Regions from separate parts of the Pan troglodytes genome. Here region 2 is linked to region 1. The links are chromatin contacts, called in public HiChIP or PLAC-seq maps. All regions are on one chromosome and are shown on one strand. The core of a region is the stretch at or near the end of the contact, and the rest is flanking DNA. Distances in the headings are between cores, read along the strand shown.

The links. HiChIP or PLAC-seq counts read pairs in DNA pulled down with a chosen protein or histone mark.
Region 2: a contact with region 1 is called in an H3K4me3 HiChIP or PLAC-seq map of stem cell-derived excitatory neurons, with 2.9 times the contacts expected there. The contact joins the promoter of LOC134809237 here to the promoter of PRDM15 in region 1. A contact is called at or near these places in 1 of 7 Hi-C or Micro-C datasets (stem cell-derived neural progenitor cells) and 1 of 1 datasets of contacts at active chromatin or transcription factors (stem cell-derived excitatory neurons).

What each region holds. Positions count from the first base shown.
Region 1 is chr22:42,542,364-42,545,063 of NHGRI_mPanTro3-v2.0_pri, forward strand. PRDM15 (PR/SET domain 15) reads right to left here and starts at 1,418. Exons shown (of 24, transcript XM_016938572.3): 1 at 1,152-1,418.
Region 2 is chr22:42,671,846-42,674,545 of NHGRI_mPanTro3-v2.0_pri, forward strand. It overlaps LOC134809237, which reads left to right and starts at 1,451. Exons shown (of 3, transcript XM_063803512.1): 1 at 1,451-1,741; 2 at 1,851-2,192. The coding sequence starts at 1,451. ZBTB21 (zinc finger and BTB domain containing 21) reads right to left here. Exons shown (of 2, transcript XM_009434580.5): 1 at 2,375-2,700.

The DNA of each region.
Region 1 (2,700 bases), core at 168-2,667:
TACATCACAAAGCCAGTGGCTCCTTCACATGTCACCCTTCAGGAACCAAGCTAGGTTCTCCAAATTCACTTGAGTCTGGCTTAAGCCAATGTGGTTTTTTTTAAAACGAGTGTTGGTAGCTTTAAATACACACACAGGTCCACGTGTCTCTGATCACACACTTGTTTCTACCGTTTTAAACTCCCTTTGGGGACTTGGGGGTGAGGGGCAATTTCTGAGCATTTGTGGGGGAAAAAACCATCCACTACATTAGGGGGTTAAGAAAGGTAAATGGGTGATAACTCTAACCACCAGATAGGAGTGTTTATTTCCATGAGTTTTCATTTCTATTTTCTCAAGGCTAACCCCTGCGTGAACACCTCCCCTCTAGCAGGACGCTGCGCGTGGCCCCCCGTCCCCACCTGTCCGCGCGAGGCGGGCCTCACCTGAGCGGCCGGGCACGCCCCGTCCCCGAACGGCCACCCACCCCGGGTAGGCACGCGTCACCTGTCCATCCACCTCGCTACCTTGTCTCTGCCACCAAAAGGCTTTACGAAAATAAGGCGCAGGGGGTCTGGGAGACCCCATCCCCAGGACTCAGCTTCTCTAAACGCGGGGTTGGGGGGTCCAGGGACCCTCCCGTGCGACGCGCATGGGCTGTACCCGAGGGCGGGGGATAACGACATCCCCTGGGGCCTCGGCGACGACGCCGCCCGGCGGCGGGGGCCGCGGGGCCGCGGGCAGGGGGCGGCGAAGACCCTGCGCCGCGCCCACGGGCGAGCGCGGCCCGGCAGCCCCGCGGTCCCGCGCTGGGCCTGGCCGCGGGCGGGCGGGGGGCGCGAGGCAGGGGACGGGGGCGCGGAGCCCGGCCAGGAGCGCCCGCGGCGGCGGGACCCGGCGGGCGGGCGGCGCGCAGGGCGATCCCGGAGCGGCTCCGGGAAATCCAGCCGGGTTTTGACTCCGATCGCCAACGGTGCCCGCAGCCGGCGAATGTAACAAAGAACAGTCGGCATGGCGGCTGGACCGGGGCGGCGCGCGGCTGCCGGGCGCGGGGGGCGGGGGGCAGCGGGCCCAGGGCGCGCCGGGGCTCGCGGGGGCAGCGGGTGCGGTCCGGGGCCGGCGGGGCGCACGCCGGGGCGGGCGGCGGGCGCAGGGCCCGGAGCTTTACCTGCCTTTGGAATGTGCAGAGCGGGATCGGATCCGGACTCCGGGTTGCGATCCGCTCCGGAAACTGCGCAGCACCGGAAGCCGGGGGGCGGCGGCGGGGCATGGCGGGACTTGTAGTCCGCGGGCGGGCGCGGGGGGCGCAGGCGAGACCCTGGCGCGGCCGGGGGTCCTGCGGGTGGGACTGCGGGGCGCGGGCGGCGTGGACGGGGCAGCGGGCGCGCGCGGGGCGGGTCTGGCCGGAGGGAATTCCGCGCGCGGCCCCCCTCCCACGTGGCACGGCCCTGCCGCCCACGCGCGCGGGCAGCTCCCTCTCCACCTCTCCTCGGACGCGTTTCTTGCGGAGTTGGGGAGTGGTGGCGGTGGGTGGGTCGAGTTTTTCTCTAGAACAGGCCTGGGACTTGCCCCCACTCACGGTGACCTCTGGATTTGGCCGGCGGGGCCCTGGGACACGAGCCCTGTGCCCGCGAGGGGAGTCTGGCCTGGCGGGCTCCGCCACGCTACGGGTGAGCACCGGGCCAGCCGCGGACCTGGCTCTCCATTCTTCCCCGGGGGCCTGTGTGGCCTCTCTTGACCCCCTCCGCCAAGTGTGTGTGCCATCACAAAACGTGAGACGGAGAAGGGACAGACTTTTCACCTTAGTCCTGGCCGCCCATATTCAGAGAGGCCGACTGTCTTGTTCATTGCTGCCTGGCAAAAACCTACATTCATAAAGAGAAGTGATGAACCGGGAAAAATGATTTTAAATTGATGCCACAAAAGGGCTCGTTTCCCTCATGTATGTGAAACTCTTGTGAACCAATAAAAATATATATGTATATAGAAAAATGAGCAAAGTGTATGGATGGACAGTTCGTAGGAAACTCAGTGGTTCTTAAGCATATGAGAAGCTATTCAACTACGCTGTAATAAGAGAAAAAAAGTCGCAGTGAGATCATTTTTATTAGATGAGCAAAGATTTTTAAAAACGTTTAATACAGCCTGGACAACATAGCCAGACCTTGTCTCTAAAAAACTTAGCTGGGCTCGGTGGCGCGTGCCCGTAGTCTCAGCTACTCAGGAGGCTGAGGCAGGAGGGTCACTTGAGTCCCACAGTTTGAGGCTGCAGTGAGCTGTGATCGTGTCACTGCACTCCAGCCTGGGCAACAGAGTGAGACCCTGTCTCAAACAAAAACAAACAAAAGAAAGTTTTAATAGCATAATTTTGAAGAAACTAGAGAAACAAGCTCCTTTACGGGTAGGAGAATAAATTAGCGTAGCTTCCATTCAGATATTTGTGGATATCCATAAAAATTCTAAATGCACATAGCCTTTGACCCACATGCAGGAATGATGCCAGAGACGGACTCGCTTGTATGAATGGCATATGTGATCATCACATTTGCTTACATACTACGTGCCATCCCATGGGAAGTGTTGGATGCACCTGGGCACATCCATAGGCTGCAACGCCGGGCAGCCGGAGACAGATTAAGCAAGTGTTGATCTGTGAAGGCTGGTTTCTCTGCCTGGCCCAGCATTCTACAGTGGCTTCCATGTTGCACTATAGTAGGCCAT
Region 2 (2,700 bases), core at 201-2,700, 130 kb after region 1:
GGCAGTATTCTTTGCTTTTTCTATTAGACCTTGTGACTTTAATCACTACTGGACGATGATTCCCAAATCTGTATCTCTGTTTAGACTCTTGAGGCTCCAGCCTCTCAGGTACCTACTGAACGGTTCCATCACAGTATATCCTCAGGTCCAGCATGGTACTTAAACTCCACACCTCTCGTCCCTGCTCCCACATCTGTTTGTCCTCACATATTCCCGATTTACTTTAGTGTGTTGCCAGCCCCTAAAATTTCTTCTCTTTCCCTTATAGCCTATCACTGTGACCTGGTCAAACCTAGCTCTTAAATAGCTTATAATCTGCTCTCTCTACTTCCATTGGCTTTGCGGACAACTAAAACTGTCCCTTCGGCTGGGCGCAGTGGCTCATGCCTGTAATCCCAGCACTTTGGGAGGCCAAGTGGGGTGGATCACGAGGTCAGGAGATCTCAAGGCCATCCTGGTCAACAGGATGAAACCCCGTCTCTACAAAAAAAAAAAAAAAAAAAAAATTAGCTGGGCGATGTGGCGGACGCCTGTAATCCCGGCTACTCAGGAGGCTGAGGCAGGAGAATCGCTTGAACCAGGGAGGCGGAGGTTGCAGTGAGCCAAGATCACGCCATTGTACTCCAGCCTGGGGCAACAAGAGTGAAACTCTGTCAAAAAAAAAAAAAAAAGAAAAAAAAGAAAAAAAGAAAAGAAAAGAAAAAATTGTCCCTTTAATGATCTCATTTCCATCGAGAGACCTTCTTAATAACTTAACCCCAATTTTGTTATTTACAATTTTTCCTTCAGAGTGTACACATCTAATATTCAACAGTGTAAGTTCCTCGAGGGCAGGGGTTATATCTTCTTCAACTTCTATTTCAACAGAATGAAGCACATTATACTTTCAATAAATAGTGTTAAAAAGGAAAAATAAACAAAAAGTTACTTTTAAGTAAACCAGCACTTCAAATTTTGACTTTCTTTTTAACATCAATATTTAGGGGTGCTTAAATTTAAACTTAATGACTACTAGTCCTTAGAGATCATCATTTACTCCAAGTACACGAGGAAAGCTTTAAAAGATAATTTTCCATGAGAAATCTTTCTAAAATGGATTAACCCACTTTCTTGTCTTCTTAAACAAGGTATGAGGACCATAATGTAAGCTGCTTAATTGAGGACTCAGGGTCATCGTGTGAACAATCGCTGGACTATTTTGTAATACACGCGTGCCCTCGGAGGCTCGGTGCCAGGGCTGTGAGCGCTTGCACGAAAGGAAAAACCCCAGGCCGTGTGAAGTCTAACTTTCCCCGTCCTCTCGGTCAGGCAATCCCACAGGGGCACCTGTCTAAAAACACCCCGCCTCCGAACGCGCGCTCTTGCGGAATTCTCCTGAACCGTAGAGCCCTCGTGGCTGGGACCGCATAGCACCCGGGGGCAGAGTGCGAGCCCCCAGCGGCGTGCTAGGATGGAAAAGCAGGAGCCGCTGAGGATGGACTACGGGGCGTGTTCCCGAAAAGCCGGGAAGAGATGTGGCGGGGTCGCCGCGGGCGTCTCTAAGGCCGGCACGGGTGGCGTCTTGACTCCCTGCCCCTCCCGCCGCAGACCTCGGACGGGGGGAAGGGGGCTCCTCCAAGCGGGGAGACGGTCGCCGGCCGAGCAGCAGAGCTCCTGGCCAGCGGAGGGTGCTATGCTCTGCGGGACCGCCGGGAAGTCCCAGACAAGGTCTGCGGGGGCTCTGGAGGAAAAAAAACGCGCTGTGAGGTCCAGGCGTCCGCGGGAGGGGCCGGGGGCGGGGAGGGAGCGTCCAGCGGGCACCGAGCGGTCACGCTCCGGCCACCGGGCCGAGGACGGGGCGGCGGGGCTAGGTCCCGGACCGTGAAGGGAGCGGCGGGTCGCGGCAGGTGCGGGGTCCCCAAGGCCGCCGGCCAGCTTCCGCGCACACCCCGCGGCCCGGGCCGCCGGCCCCCAACCCCTGCCCGGAACAGGAGAACGCGCCCTTCTCCACGAGGCGTTTCAACCGCTCCGCGCGAGGGGCGCGCGCCTGGGCCAGGCGTGTCCCCTACCCCACGGGCAGCTCGGCCAGGGTGAGGAGTGAAGCCCGTGAGGGAATGGAGCATGCGCATTCGCGAGGGCGAGGCCAAGTGCTGGCAGGGAGCGTGCGCAGTGTGAAGGTACAATCGGCTACGTGGGAACCCGGGACATGCTCGGTGAGCGCCCAGGTCCCGCGCACGCGCAGAAGCGCTCGGAGCCCGCAACCCGCTGGTAGAGAAAAAAGAGGAGAGAAATCACCTCAGAGTTACGTCAGGAAAGGCCGCGTTTTGCGGGGAGGCTGTAGCCTCCCAAGGGGCCCCGCAGTTCTCCTAGAGCTAGGGGCGTGACAGTTACTCACCGGTCTTCAGTCTCGAGGCAGACGCCGGGCCCCTTTCCGCTCACACTCGGCTCGCGCGCGCCGCAGCCGCCTCTGCCGCTGTGATTCCATCCATCTTGAATTTGACGTCATCCCACACCAGGGATGAGGTCATCGCAGGCATCGCTCGTCACGTGCGCGGCACTCTGATTGGGCGCCGGGCGCCGGAGGGCGGGGCGGGGGGGGGGCTCGCGGCGCAGGGGGACGGGGGAGGGCGGGCCTGCCCGGAGCCGCGCGCCGAACGGACGCTGCCGCGCTGCAAGCCCGCGCTTTCGGTCCATGAGGGGAGCCTGCGGCGGCCGTTAGGG